3 separate regions of the Zea mays genome follow, and all the other regions are linked to region 1. A link is a contact called in public Hi-C data. All regions are on one chromosome and are shown on one strand. The core of a region is the stretch at or near the end of the contact, and the rest is flanking DNA. Distances in the headings are between cores, read along the strand shown. Region 1 holds the start of LOC100281461 (plastidic ATP/ADP-transporter). Region 2 holds the start of LOC103651425 (potassium channel AKT1). Region 3 holds the start of LOC100382454 (alpha/beta-Hydrolases superfamily protein).

Region 1 (5,149 bases), core at 1,464-3,963:
ATCTCTACTCCATCATGAGTAACAAGCATCTATCTAGAGCTTAACTTCCACTAATACAAAGGAGCTCTATAGTGACGGTTGTAAACCTATTTTTACTGACGTTGTAAACCTATTTTCACTTACGTTTCTTAGAACCGTCGGTACTAGGGGCCGGTAAAAATCATCATTTTTATAAACGGGTAACTGAGAACCGTTAATGGAAATCGATTTCCGCTGACAGTCGACATAATAAATTCGCTAGTAAAAATTATTTTTAGAAACAATAAATGGGTTTTTAAAATAGCAAAAAAAATATTTAAGGAGAGGACTTACCCACCCCACCCGCCCGACGCAAGTCGCGACATTTTTCGCGCAAAATTCGTGCGCTACACAGTTGTTAGTAATCGAACCGTCGGCCTCATCATCACGTGTACCATCCACTACTATTCTGTCTATGACATGCTTTGTGTCTAGTTTGTAGTTTTTTGTTCACATATTACAACCAATTAAGTGTAAATTACTTGTTTGAGACCGTAAACAAATTCAAATAAAAAAGTTGTCAACTACAAAGTTGAATAACTTTTGAAGTTATACAATTTTTATTTTGACACTTTTTCCATCCGAGGTAGTTTGCAAAATTTGAATTTTAAATTTGATATACTTAGATTCAATTTTTGAGCATCGAAATGAGTTCAAATAAAGAAGTTGTCAACTATAAAGTTTCATAACTTTTAGAGATCTACAACTTTTATTTCGGTGGTTTTGTCATACGAGATCGTTTGAAAACTCGAAAAATTAAGGATAAAAATGATTTCTAGTGGTGGTCCGCCACTAGAAATCGTATTTCTATAGACGGTTCCTTAAAAAACCACCACTAAAAATAGCACAGTCGGTTGATAACTTAATCCGTATGTAAAAATATATCGTCTCGCAGGCTTTGAGCCTTTTTCTACTAGTGTTCCGGTGGGATAGCTTAACTTCCGATGTTAACGCTAACTTTCGAGAAATATTGTACATATATAATTCAATATGTTTGGTTGGTTGGATGTGACCAGTCAGGTTGAGAAGAGATGATGTGTTTAGTTGATTGGATTAGGATCGAGGAGGAATGAGAATTAAAAATAAAAAGTATTTTAAAAAAAATATATGTTAAATGTTGTCTAATTTTGTCGTAAAATTGTAAGGGACGTAAAGGTGAAATCGATTTAGGCTCCGTTTCAATCTCACGAGATAAACTTTAACTTCCTGTTAAACTTTAGCTATATGAATTGAAGTGCTAAAGTTTAGCTTCAATTACCACCATTAACTCTCCTGTTTAGATTACAAATGACTAAAAGTAGCTAAAAAAGCTGCTAAAGTTTATCTCGCGAGATTGGAACAGAGCATTACTCATTTAATTCTTTATTTAAGTGATGTAACAAAAGTTACTTGGTCTCGATTCCAGTGGGGCTTCGGCCTGTATGAGGCATGCGACCAAATTCTACGTCTGGAAAGCCACCCCAGAGGCCCAGACATGCTCTTTTGCATGCGCGGGTTATCATTTTGTATGAGCTTTTGTTTGATTGCATCTACGCGGGTGACGCCTGTATAACTAGCTACAAAATAAATCAATTTGAGATTATTTACTTAACCACAGATATGTCCGAAATAACCATACCACATACCAGGCTGGTGGGGCTCGTCCGCGCGCAATCGTCCAAGACGGTATATATCCAACCAATCGGACACTTACTTAGACCCCGTTTCAATCTCACAGGATAAACTTTAGCTTTCTGCTAAACTTTAGCTATATGAATTGAAGTGCTAAAGTTTAGCTTCAATTACCACCATTAGCTCTCCTGTTTAGATTACAAATAGCTAAAAGTAGCTAAAAAAAGCTGCTAAAATTTATCTCGCGAGATTGAAACAGGGCCTTACTAGCTACTCCATCTGATATCAAAATACAAGTTATTTAGGATAATAACACGGTCTACAAAATATAGATTGACTAATATTTTTTTGTTACAATACAAATAAACTCTTATATATTTATACTTTTGCAAAAAAAATTAAGATATATATATATATATATATATATATATATATATATATATATATATATATATATATTAGATTTTAAAAAATAACAAAACTGTTAATAGTAGTCAAAGTTTTATATGTTTGACTCAAACTTTATGCAAAACGGTTTCTTTTTTAGGACTTGACGGAGTAGATTATTAGTTGATTGCTTTGCAGCTCAAGAAGCTAATTAATACTGTAGTTGCTAACTTTTAATTATATAGATCCAAATTCTAAACATGGCCATATAGACGAGAAAATTCGTTTCTAAACCAGTATCAATACAGATGATTGATCTCGCAATGTGGATCAATACAAGGATGGGCAAGCTGTGAGAAGTCGAAAACAAAACGACGAGATAGCATGGGAAGTCGTAAACAGAGGAATTTTTCCCTCCTTTTAAACATGGGGACAAGCACACTGCACACGGACGACGCCGCGGCGGGTCTGCGGGTTGTCGAACCAGACCGCCGCTGCCGGGTGCTGACTCGAAACGGCGTCGGGCGGCGGCCAGGCGCTGTCTCGTTCCGCCCACCAACCCCGTTCCCACATCAACCGCCGAGATCGTTTCCGTCCTGTAAACCAACGACCGATCGTGCGCGAACGTTTATTAATAACGCTCCTCCGCCGCGACGCAACCTACTCCTCCCTCCCCTCCTCTGCTTTCCCCCCATTTCGCGTCTCGGGGTTTGGACCAGCCACCCGGCGGAGGCGGCCGGGCAGACTGGGCCGAGCGACCGGAGCGCCGCCGCCATCGGCAAAGCCACGGGACGGCCCATGGAGTCGCGAGCGCTCCTGCACGCCCGGCCCGCCGCCCTCCCTCACCGCGCCGGCCTGCGCCTCCATCTCCCGCTCCTGCGCCCGCGTGCAGTCTCCCGCTCCCCCGCCGCCAAGCCCGCGCTCCAGTCCCCGCTCCTCGCGTCGAGGGGCCCCTTCCTTCAACGGCACGATGCGGTTCTGGGCAACGGGTTCGTGAAACGGAGAGCGGCCAGCGCTGGCGGTGATGTGTCCTTCCGCGCCCAGGCGGCGGCCTCGGCGGCGGTGCCGGCGCCGCAGCCGGAGGAGTCCACAAAAAAGCTCCTTGGCATCGACGTGAAGACGCTCAAGAAGATCGTGCCGTTGGGGCTCATGTTCTTCTGCATCCTCTTCAACTACACCATCCTGCGGGACACCAAGGACGTGCTGGTGGTCACTGCCAAGGGGAGCAGCGCCGAGATCATCCCTTTCCTCAAGACCTGGGTTAACCTGCCCATGGCCATCGGTTTCATGCTCCTGTACACCAAGCTTTCCAACGTTCTCTCACGGGATGCGCTCTTCTACACCGTCATCTTCCCGTTCATCGCCTTCTTCGGCGCCTTCGCCTTTGTGCTCTACCCGCTCAGGGACGTCATCCATCCCACCGCGCTCGCGGACAAGCTTCTCGCCGCGCTCGGTCCGAGCTTCCTTGGTCCGGTGGCGATACTGAGGATTTGGAGCTTCTGCTTGTTCTATGTTATGGCTGAGCTCTGGGGCAGCGTCGTCATCTCTGTGCTCTTCTGGGGGTTCGCTAATCAGGTCAGTCTGAACTTTGGATTCTCGTATCAATATTGCCATGTAATGTTAATACCTTCTTTAATTATTGTCAAACTTGATTTAAACCACTCATTAGCTACTAATGATTTGACAAACTTGATTTAAACCACTCATTAGCTACTAATGATTTGACTGGATGGTTTGGTTATTCGACACTGATGGAAGGGTAAAACTTGTCTCTACCAGGATAGTTTAGGCAGGAGGTGTTTTGTTCGTGCCTTCACGGGATAATGGGTAGGTAATTAAACATTTTAGGTGCTCGTTGATTTCTTTTTCTGGATATGTTCGGCTCCATTATTGCCCGCTTTCCACGATCTAAATGATGTTTGAGCTATTGTCGATCTTAAATTGGTTGTGGATGTCTATTACATTGAACAACTTGGCTGGATATGGTTCACACTTTATAACTCCTTTCTAAAGAAATATTTATTGGTGTGGATCTAGGCTTTTGCAAATCTAACGTGTCTTTGGGTCTGTTTGGTTGGGCTGTGGCTGTGGAAAAAGTTGCTGTGGACTGTGAGCTGTGGAAAAAGCTGCTGTAGGCTGTGTGCTGTTAAAAAGCTAAAAATCGTTTGGTGGAAACCACTAAAAGTCGTTAAAAGTTCTTCGATATATGTTTTCACAGTTCCATCCAAAAGCCACTAAAAGCAGGTCCAGGGGTGCTTTCAGTTTTGCACTACGAGAAAGTCGGCTTTTAGAAAAAGCTGCTTCCTGGATCCAGCCCTTTGGTTGGCTTTTGGCTTTTAGGGGGCAAAAGCCAAAGCCAAAAGCCAAACCAAACACACCCTTTGTCTTACGGCTACTTTCATCGTCAGAAAGGAAGGGCCCTGGTTGGGTATATTCGTCTGTTATTTGTTCGACTACCAATCTACCATTTCTTGTTTTGAGGAGCGATATGATAGGGAAAGCCTCACTGTGACATAGTGCAAAGTCTTAAAACAAGAAAAAAAGGGAAATCAGAACATGGAATAAGCTTGGCTGCGTAGTAAAGAAAGACAACAACCAACGAGTATCAGCTTGATAATAAGTCAATACAAAATACACTTAAAAAGGTGACACAACGGCACCAATCTTGTAGCATGACGGGTTGGTTCGTTATTTACTTTCATGTATCTGAGTGAAATGGGCTCAACTGAAGACCTTGAAGCAACTCTTTGCTTCAGTTTAAACAACGATCAATCATAAAACATTTTGGTCCATTTTTTCCTTTGTAAAATCACCAAGTACATACATGTAGCATGTGTTTCAATTGTAAGGGAACACCCATGAAACTTGCAAGTAAGAGATCATGGATCGTTATCACTAGACGCGCAACGCAGCGGAAGAGTTGAAGTAGCGATCCAACGTAGGCGCTTGTCGATAGAGAGGAAGTAGTCGATCACGATCGTCTCCTCCGCGACCGATCAGCGCAGCAGTCGTAGCCGCGCCTCCACGTAGTCCACACATATGGGGAGGAACGTTGTATACCGGTGTACTAGCACCGCGCGCAGCGAGGGTCTTGCGATCAGGTCCAAGGTAAGCAGCAACTAGGGTTTGCACA
Region 2 (5,149 bases), core at 1,700-4,199, 190 kb before region 1:
CCAATATTTAGCTTCTAAAGTGGGGATCTTTATGAAGATCCACTTCTTTTTCCCATAGGGGAATAAAACGGTCGAGTCCTAGGATGTAGTTTAGCGCATTAAGACTTCATTCAAATAAGTGAACTGATAAATCTCTTAATTGATTCTAAACTAGTCGGTTACCCGTGCGTTGCGACGGCTCACAACAATACCCACGTAAATTATCCACCAAAAAGATCTCAAGGTTTTTTATTGGTTGTCTCCACTCTTCGTATAATATTTTTTATGAACGCACGGGTACCATAGGCAGCAAATCAGAACCCCCATCCATCGCCTCCCTTACTTCCAAGGTTTCGTAGAGCAGGAGGGGAAGGGAAGAGGCAGGCATAACTGTTCGTTGCCGGAGAAGGACACGACGAAGACCTGGGCATCTAGAGGCAACATAGCTAGTATACCGCTAGATATATAGGGAGAGAACACGCAAGCGAAGAAAGAAGCCCACCTGGAGCAGCTTCAAACCAAGAGGCACCCGCACCAGGCATCAGTCTGAGAAGGGCGAGAGAATGCGAGTGTCTTCCTAGCCCTGGACCCGCCGAAGCGACACAACACCACCACCAACTCCGTAGTATATCCCGACTGCTGCCACGCTATGTGCCTTAGTTGTCCAATATCTTAGACCTGGACTCCTCATCGCTAAGATAACCTAAGGGTGGCAGGCGCCACCATGTCCTCCTCGACGGCACGCATGGAGAAAGGCCAGGAGCATGACTGACTCGCCTGGTACCCGCGTAGACGAGCGTCGATCGGCTCGCGGCTGCGACCGTGGGCGGGGGCAGTAGGTTGGGGAGGAAGAACAGGGCGAAGACTGGGAAGACAAACGGGACGTCCGACGACGGTGAAAACAATGGTGCACGCATGATGTGAAATGTCCTCGTGGACGTGCAATAGCCATTGCGCGAGTCGGTGTCGGGGCTGGTGTCGAATGAATACGAGGAGGAGGCGCATGCTCCTACGCCCTCCGCCGAGAATGGGGTGACGCGGAGGTGAACACATGAGGGGAGACAGAAAAGAAGTAGAATGGCGAACAAGGTGGTGACAACTGAGGCGAGGACATCATTATCGTGCGGAGTTATAGATGGCCAAATGGGCCGTGTCTGGCAAGTCGGCCATAGTGCCTCGGCCAACCCGGCACGAGCGTCGTGCGGTGCTTGGGTCGTAGCCTCGGCCCGTATTGCTGGCCCAGCCCGGCACAATTTTTTTTATTTTAAAAATCATATATACATATGTACAATTTATATTCAATATTATAAACACTTGGCCATAATGTTCTACTAGTTAGATGGCTTCACCCAGTGTCTTCCACCCTTCTTCCATCAGGGTATGGGTTCAAACCCCACCTGTTGTACCTTTTTTAATATTTTACGCTGAGTTGATTTAGAAGAAATGTAGGCACTTTTTTGTAAAAAGATGACGTTGGACGACTGTTGAAACTTGTGCTTTAAGTATAGTAGAGATTATCTAATGCATTTTTTGTCTCGAAGTATCATTATGTAACAGGTGAACTATCACCAAGCCCTTTGGCTTGGGGCTAGAAGCCACCTCATACAACTCTACTAGAGTACTAAGAGAACCAGTTCTTGGAAGTCAACTCAAAGGCTCCTAGACTGAGTTACGAGCTATAAGAAATCGAGTTCCTAGACTTGATAGGTTAAGACCATGACAACCATAATCGACAAATATTTAAGCTCAACTTACAAGATGACTTAGCTACGTCGAGCTCAAGGGCTAGATCCATAGGATGCACCAAGAGGTGCATGATTATGTTTTTAAAATGGAGACTTCAAATATCTCTATCAAAACAACCTTGCTCAATGCGAAAAAGATCAACATTGTCTAGCCTAAGTTGACAATTCAATTACGCTAGACTCCGTAGAGTGAATGGCAAAATTGTGGACTCAGTCAGGAAACGAAATAAGTCTGTTGCATATAATTCAAGTCATTTAGAAACGTTCACTGAAGAGCTTCATCTGACTGATTTGGTGAGTCAGTCAAATAAAACTCGGGATACTATAAATGATATGTACCTAGAGCACCATGAACACGTTGATGCTCAGAAGATTAGCTAGTGGGCCCAACTCTATTTCGACCAATGACCCAGACTTTGATGGCAACTCAAACTCAGGCAGAGCTCTCATGGTTTTGTGCCAGGAAAGGGTTTGGTGGATAAGAAGATCATCTTAACTGTATATCTCCTTTGTAACAAATGCACCCGACATATAAGGGATTAATAGATATGTATATATGTAGATAAGGATCTCGGTCCTACTCTCTTGTGACTGACTCCTTCCTTGAACTATAAGGGTGATGGAAGTGTGATGGGGAGGCCGCATTCAACAACTGGCAGCGGCACTACTGTTGTTCATCCGTGGATCACACAAAAATGTACGGTGTGCACTTGACCACGATGTGCAGGGATGGCATTCACCGGTGGGAGCATCGTTTCTTGCCCAACGGCATACGCCTCCAACAGTGCATCATTAACGACATGAAGAACGTCATGCATACGACAGATGCGAAGAGGAACGGTTTGCTCTATACCTTTCTTGTAGATTTTGAGGTCGGGGCCTCCGTTCTTCTTCAAAACAGCGAGCGATCCTTCTCTTCTCCCTCTGTTATCGCGAGCACGTGCTGATAACGTGTTGTGATAAGTGGAAACAAGTTTGGAAGAATGACTACATCAACTTTATTGCAGGGGAATCATGTTTATATACATGAAGGGATGCAATGTCAAGGAGTGTATCCATTGGCGGCATAACTGGCACACCCTTATTGATTATTCAAAATGTTACATTTTTTCTAACAAAGTTGTCGATAGTTTTATGGATTTAATTATGCCTGAAATTGCTTAGCTATCTATCACTATGCATGTCACACAGAATGATACGTTGGTTGACCGTCTATTACAATGCCGCGGCGTATTATATTATTACGTTGGTTGACCGTCTATACACGGGTTCAAAAAAATTTAATTAAAGAACCTTTTGGCGAAAGCAGAAACCACGCAAAAATGCCCACGTTGCACACGCCGGATCCGAGGCTCTTATGTTTCCTTGGCACTTTGGCAGGTTGGATCGGAGACTTTACAGGCTACAGCGGAATCCGTTGATGGTATTTCTCTCTCGGCTGCTGCTGCTGCTGGCGCTGCCGCACTGCCGCTGCCGCCGCCGCCGCTGCCTGCGGGGTGCGGCCGTGCGGGCCTGCGGGGTGCTGGCGCTGCGCCGCTGCCAACCTGCCCCCACTGCCCGTGACTGCTGACTAGTGACTAGTCTCTCAGTAGCCGCTCCATAAAATGGGGCCGAGCGCGCTCCCACACCCAGACTAGTTCCGCTGACCGCTTGAACTCTCCTCCCTCGCCCGCGCGTCTCCGCCGCCCCACCGGCCACCGCCCGCGCCTCCGCCGCGGCAGCTGTCCAAAAGCTGAAAATAGATAGAATCACGAGGGGGGGATTGCCTAGACAACGATCCTTAGTTAATCAAACACGGGCTGCCAGATTCGGGGGGGCGTTCGCGTTCCTACCCTCTCATCACTCTCCCCGTAAAACCCCGGCTGGGTTTATCTCATCGCCGCCGGGCGGCGAGCGGTGGGAGGCAATGGCAGGGTGGGGGCCCTCCAGGCTGCCGACGTGCGGGCCGTGGGGCCGCGGCGTGGCGCTGGAGAGGGAGCTGTCGCGGGACGGCAGCCACTACAGCATCTCCAGCGGCATCCTGCCGTCGCTCGGCGCGCGCAGCAACCGCCGCGCCAAGCTCAGGCCCTTCATCGTCTCGCCCTACGACCGCCGATACAGGTTCGCCGCGTCCTCCTCGTTATTAGTTAGTTCCCGTCCGGTTCTGCCTGCCTGTGCCATCCTTCCTACCGGTTTTCAGTCTCTGTGGGCTGGATTGATCACGTGGCTTGTTGCTGTTGCATTGCTGGCCGGTTGCTTTTGCCTCACCGGTGGCTTGCCCTGCCTGCTTCAGTTTTGGTGATGCTCAGCGAAGAGTTGCTTGTATTGTAATTCTGGATGAAGATAGCGGCCGTCCAGCCGAGCTTTTTCTTCGTATGTGGTTCGCTTATTGTTGAGTTCCAAAGCGTTTCACATGTTTTCCATGAACCTGTGAATTCTTTTGTTTAATGTAGCTCAAAGCCTCAAAGCTGTTTGTATCCGTGCGCTGCCTTCTTTTCCTTTTTGTCTCTAGTTCTCTTCGATTGTGAACAGATAATGGTTATATATATATATATATATATATATATATATATATATATATATATATATATATATATATATATATATATATATTACTACTTTCTTGGTTTGACTTGGACTGAATAATTATTTTCCCTTTTTGAAGTTAATAATTGATTTGTTTATGTTTTGCTTTTTTAGTAGTCGCACTTCTGCTTTGATTTTGTTTACTCTGGCTTCTTTGATCGTTCGCATCTGCTTTAATTTTCCATTTGCCCCTAGAGAGACAAGAAAGGCATGATATCGATCGTGACGTCTCTGCATTTCTCACGTTCTGCGCTTCTTTAAGCAACGATTCGATGTCCAAAGTGCCCTTTCTCAGGATTCTGGCGGAAAACCTTTTCTGAATCGTTTTATAATTTACTGAGTTGTTTAGTTACGTTACGTGGGTAATATGTCTGTGTTTTCCAGAGTAGCTTTTGTTTTGCCCGTTTTTCTTACCACTGTTTACTTTATTTTTCTAAATCATTTAAGGCTGCGTTTGATTTTTACATATTTTATTTACAAATGTAACATTGTTACAAAAGAATCAAACTCTGATTACATGTTTGGTCAGTTTTTCTGCGGTGTTCTTTTTTCAGAAGGTCGTCATCTATATAGTTAGTAGTAACCATAGTCACTGTAGCACTCCTTCAGTAGTGATTTTAACTGACAGCAATTGTGCCTTAATAGTTAACAAAACTAATTTTGCATAGATATTAATGTTTCACCCTTTGCATAATGATTTTTCTGGTAAAAAAATATATATTTGTTTACAACACGAAGAGATGGTTCTGATATATATTAATTCTACGCAGATGCTGGGAGACTTTTCTCATAATTCTTGTGATATACTCTGCATGGGTTTCCCCATTTGAGTTTGGCTTCATTCGGAAACCGGCGGGCGC
Region 3 (5,149 bases), core at 1,555-4,054, 150 kb before region 1:
TCTGTCACCTCCATAAGTGCGCAGCTTCTCCGCAGCCTTCAAGGCAAGCAAGCCCCCATCATCATGACCAACTAAAACCACAGAGTGCAAGCCCATCTCTGAACAAAATGAAATAAGAAGATCAACCTGCAAAGGATCATACAAAATGTTGTTTGTAAACATAAATAAGAATATAAGATCAACCTAGACATGATCATATAAATGCTCCTTGTAACATTATCTCTTCAATTACAGAAAGGGAAAACAATGTTTAGTGCAGAAGGTTTTTTGCGCCCACTGGACTAAATTTAAGACAGTAGTTACTATAATAAAAAAAGGTGGTCTCACAAGCTGTTAGTAGCAGAGAACACTTATTACTTCAGAGACAATATATACCATCCTGAGGGTGGAACGTAGAAATATACATTCAGATTCAGGTGATCATACTTATAAAAAATGAAGAAAATTAATTCTGACAGAAATGTGGCCTAGGAAGACAAGATTCCTCGTGTTATGCACTGTTTTCTAGTGCTCTATAAGATCTTTTTTCAGTGAAGTATATACTAAGTGCCAAAATCGAAATTTTGACCAAATGCTGGCTGCAGTTACTAGACTTGCATTGAGTGGAGAAAAGGGTCACCTGAGACTCCAGCTCATATGGATTCGGTAACTTCTTATCTTCCCAGTCCTTCCTACGAGGTCGAGATGTTAATCCCCATCCTGGGCGATCAAATGCCATCACAGTGCATCCCAATTGTCGAGCTAACAAATTGGAAACATGTCTCCACGAGAATACTCCCCCTCCAAATCCATGCACCAAAACTACAGCGAATTTACCCTGCCCTCCAGCCTCAAGGTCAAAGCCCACATGACTCAGACATCCATCAGCATTGCCATCATCAATACACATCAGAGGAATATCATCCAACAAAGTTGGAGATGCCACTGGTTCTACCAATAGTGGTGCATATAGCGAAGTATTATGGTATTGATGGCTAAAGCTCCTATTCAGAACGCGACGGGTATTAGAGGAAGCAGATGGTGGACTCTCATGCCTCTGTCTTCTAGGAGAAATGCTTGATGAAATTACATCGTGATGAGTATCTCTCTCTGAAAAGAAGCCAGGGGATGAAGGTAGGCTGGCTGCTGGATCGGAAACTTTGTAGTGTATAGTGATCCCCTGGCAAGCAATGAACATGCTATCACTGTCTGCAAGAAAACTGATTGGCAAATCACGATCGTCCTGGATAAGTGATTTTCTCTTAGTCTCACTTTCACTCCTTGTAAAAAGCTTTCCGCTGTATGGTGTAGGAGACCGTGGAACCTTGTAGCATCCAGAAAAGGCATTCTTGTATGCTAAAATCTGAAAACAATAATAGTAGGAAAACGAAAAATTCATAAATCGTCAAAGTTAACATCAACCAGTGATCAAGTTGTAAAGAAAGAATCTCAAGTTATTTATAAATTGATGACTTTATGAGATTTAGAAGATCAAAACCAAATGCATGGCAGTCATACCGATTCAGGGTCAATGCGGTGAATGAGAAGCTTCCGTCGAGCCCTGCCGCTTGTTCTGTAAGCAACAATAACATGGCCAAGAGCAAACACCAAGGAAGACAGGAAAAGTACAGGCATTCCCCATAGATTCTTGAGATTGAGCTTGTGATCTGGTAACGACGGCGAGAGCTCAGGCCCAATGTCCTGCGCCGGACTATAAACAGATGCCTTAATTAACAAGATGAGCAGAGAAGCCAAGGAACAGAAAGTTGTTGTTCCAAGGTAAGGACCATGAGAGAGGCCAGAAGTATCAGACATGAGGTACACACCTGCAGAAGCCGCAGAACATAAGGTTAGTCTTTGCCCTCAAATTAAGAACAGAGCAGAATTTGGTATTCGAGAGGTTCCCAATTTCTTACAACCAGTCCAGGTCCAGCTAAACAACAGGCTTAGTTTAACTACCTCCCAAGAAAAGAGAGCAGGCAACAGCTATACTCTGTGATTAATAACTGCAGATACACGCAGATTCCGCCGAAAGCTCCGTGCAAGCAAAAGAAGACAAGCACAGCCGTAGTGAGTACTGTAGCTTTCAGATCACCAAATCCTCATAGAGGAATGCGAAAAGATCTTCTCAAGCTAAGACCTCACCCAAAAAAATGATTCTAAACAGTAAACACTCTCTACATCACCAGAGCAAATAAACCACAAAGGGGAGAAATAGTAGAAGAAAAGGAAATCGAACTCAAGCGAACGGGTTGGTTTTTAGGCCATCTGCCCATTCTAAAGCATCAATGAGTTAGCAGGCAGCGGGAGGGCTTACAGGTGATGACGATGGATCGAACGACGGAGACGAGAGGTATGTCGGCAAGCGAGTTCCGAAAACGGTAGCGCTGGAGGTGGCCCCGCAGGCCGTCGCCTCGGAAGCAGCCGAGCCGCGCCTCGAGCCAGAGCGCCACTGCCATGTCGCCCGCCGCCACCAGCGCCGGCGACGACGCCACGAGCAGCGAGGCCACCATGGCCACCATGAACCAAGCGGTCCTCGCCCCGCGGCGTACCCGCTCCGCCCAGCCCTTTCCTCCCGCCGCCATCTCCCCTACGTTCCCCACTCCCGCCGTGTCCGGCACTCGTGCAAGCCGCCGCACTGTCCCCGCAGATTTCCGGCGATCGCCGGCTGCCGAGGGTACCAGCCGCCGCCGCGCATGCGTCGCGGGCGAACCCCGCGCGAGTGGTGGGGCGGGTTTAGGGTCCCGTCCGCGGGCCGAGGGGTTCGAGCCTCCGGGACGGCGGAAGGGCCTGACGAGTGAAGAGAGGAGGGGAGGCAGCACTGCGAGCAACGGAAGCGGCGGAGGGGAGACGAGAAGAGAAGAGGGGAGAGGCGCAACGGGAGGGGGGAGGGTACTTATGGAACAGTGGTTTGGTTTTTTATTATATTTTTGTAGTATGGCATGTGAATTAATGTGTTAAACTGGCTGTGACTGGGTCATTATTTTTTTTTGTTAGTGTGGTGAAGTGAGCCTGGAACGGTAGGAGACGAGAAGCCTCTGGCTTTGTTGTCTGTATCCCAAAGGTTTCTATTGTTTGATTTTGTTCGTTTCCTTGCTACTGCTGTTGGTAGAACCGTAGGAGGTTTTTGCGTATGGAGACAGATGGAATCCTTCGGTTACACGAGGTCTAGCTGTTGTTGTTGCTTATGTTGGAGAAAACTACATTTTTGTTTTCCAGTGGTGACTGAATCCAATGACGGATGCAAAACAGAATTACAGGAGGCGCTCTTGAGGGTGGTAATAGACCGTGATCTAATTTTTTTATAATTTATTTGAACCTTTAATTAATCTTAATTTAAAATTAAATAAAAAATCTAACTCTAATTCAATCTGATCCTTAAATTTTATAGTCTGAAATAGGGATGATAACTTAACATGCAAATCCGAAACTCTACGGATACTCGACCTGACAGGTGCGTGTATGGGTGAAGATTTTGACCACGAGTGCAACCTGCACGCGGATACGGATTTCTATTTCAACTCGCGAGTGACCGACACCCTACCCAAAATTTGTCTCATTATTTATTTTGCGTAAAAGTTATTAAGATACTAGTAATTATTTTGAATAAGTGTCTTGGCTAATGATTCATGAAATGTATTGTTGCTGCTCAACATGAGAAGACTTAAAATCAGTAGATATAACTCAATTATTGCTGGTACTTAATTGCTTATAACTAAATTATTGTTTTAAAGTGTACATTGAGTAAAAACCCCGTGGGTGACCTAAAACGCGATGGGTTCGGTGCAGGGTTGGAATTACACCCACGGATGTGATCGTGGTCGAGTTTAAATAGACTTCACTGGTGGAGTCACGGGCAGATTTTTGCTCCATCTGATCCGAACCTGACTCGTTGCCATCTCTAGTCTGAAGTTTGGAGTCCATTACCACCCTAGGCGCTCTTGTTAAGTTTTCCATTTTCTCTTAAGGATTGTTTTGTTCCGTGGGATTGGAGAGGATTGAGGGACATATAGAGCATGTTTTGTTGTATATTTAAGGTGCAAAAAATTGCTTAATTCTTTAACAAATTTAGCAAGTGCTTTGTCAAAATAGTTTTTAGAAGAAAAACAGTTCTTTGTAAAGTAATTCTTTCAAATAAACTAAGTCACTAGAAGTTAAAAATTAAAGAGAGTCACTTTCTTCCATAGAGCCAAATATCTCAAAAATACCCTCCAAAGGAAATTGATCCGATAGAACTCTATCAAACAACTCCTAAAGTATATCCCCGCTTTCCCCATGAGTAGAACTTCCTTTATAGTTAATATCTCCTAATTGAGTTATTGACATGTAGAATCTATTGCAATTAGGTCCACCTATATTAGTGCCTCAACGGCAAGGAACCAACTGTACAGAAGCTTCATCACCATACCTACCTCTCAACTCAACTCAACATAACCTTTTAGTCCCAAGCAATTTAGGGTAGGCTAGAGTTAAACCCTAACAAGATGTCACCAAAAAGGAAAAGAGAGAGAAAGGGTAGGAAAAATCTTTTGAGAGCACTAAAACGAAAAAGGCCTAATTACGGAGAGGCACTCGGGAAACCGCCCGAGCCCCCTAAGGGCTTGTTCAGTTCTACCCCAATCCATATGGATTGAGGGGGATTGAAGGGGTTTCAATCCCTATTAAGTCAAAATCTCTTCTGATTCGTATCAATCCCCTCCAATTCATACGGATTGAAAATAACCGAACAAACCCTAAAATGCCACAAGTTTATAATCATAATGAATCATAGTATCATAAAGTAATTCTCATCATGCTTGTTAATTATGGTAAACACTAGCAATTAGTTGATTATAATAACCCAACCCAAAAAGGTGATCAAGGACAGGATAAATAGAAAGCTAGTCACTTCTTAGGTTAATCATTGTATGCGGGATGGTGAACTATAAAGTACATAGGACATAATAGGTCAGAAAGAAACAGTACGAGGAAAAATGTACAATACAAGCGAGTACGAACATACATTCAACATCCTTCGAAGTTCGTAACTTTCTCAGCCTCCGTAGACGAAACGTTATCTAAGCGAGTTCGAACATACATTCAACATCCTTGGAACAGAAAGAAACAGTACAGCATACAAGGAAAAACATGTACAATACAAAATAGCGCTTGCTTCTACAGTCACACGAGG

The links. Hi-C and Micro-C count contacts between places; a contact is called where the count stands out from the background.
Region 2: a Hi-C map of endosperm shows a contact between it and region 1, with 2.8 times the contacts expected there. The contact joins the promoter of LOC103651425 here to the promoter of LOC100281461 in region 1. A contact is called at or near these places in 3 of 25 Hi-C or Micro-C datasets (ear, endosperm and tassel).
Region 3: a contact with region 1 is called in a Hi-C map of ear, with 1.9 times the contacts expected there. The contact joins the promoter of LOC100382454 here to the promoter of LOC100281461 in region 1. A contact is called at or near these places in 3 of 25 Hi-C or Micro-C datasets (ear, endosperm and leaf).

Annotation. Positions count from the first base shown.
Region 1 is chr3:220,142,304-220,147,452 of Zm-B73-REFERENCE-NAM-5.0, forward strand. LOC100281461 (plastidic ATP/ADP-transporter) reads left to right here and starts at 2,714. Exons shown (of 5, transcript NM_001399074.1): 1 at 2,714-3,591. The coding sequence starts at 2,815.
Region 2 is chr3:219,953,634-219,958,782 of Zm-B73-REFERENCE-NAM-5.0, forward strand. It overlaps LOC103651425 (potassium channel AKT1), which reads left to right and starts at 2,950. Exons shown (of 11, transcript XM_008677057.4): 1 at 2,950-3,824; 2 at 5,060-5,149. The coding sequence starts at 3,631.
Region 3 is chr3:219,989,569-219,994,717 of Zm-B73-REFERENCE-NAM-5.0, forward strand. LOC100382454 (alpha/beta-Hydrolases superfamily protein) reads right to left here and starts at 2,805. Exons shown (of 7, transcript NM_001175195.1): 1 at 2,297-2,805; 2 at 1,498-1,805; 3 at 620-1,342; 4 at 1-126. The coding sequence starts at 2,564.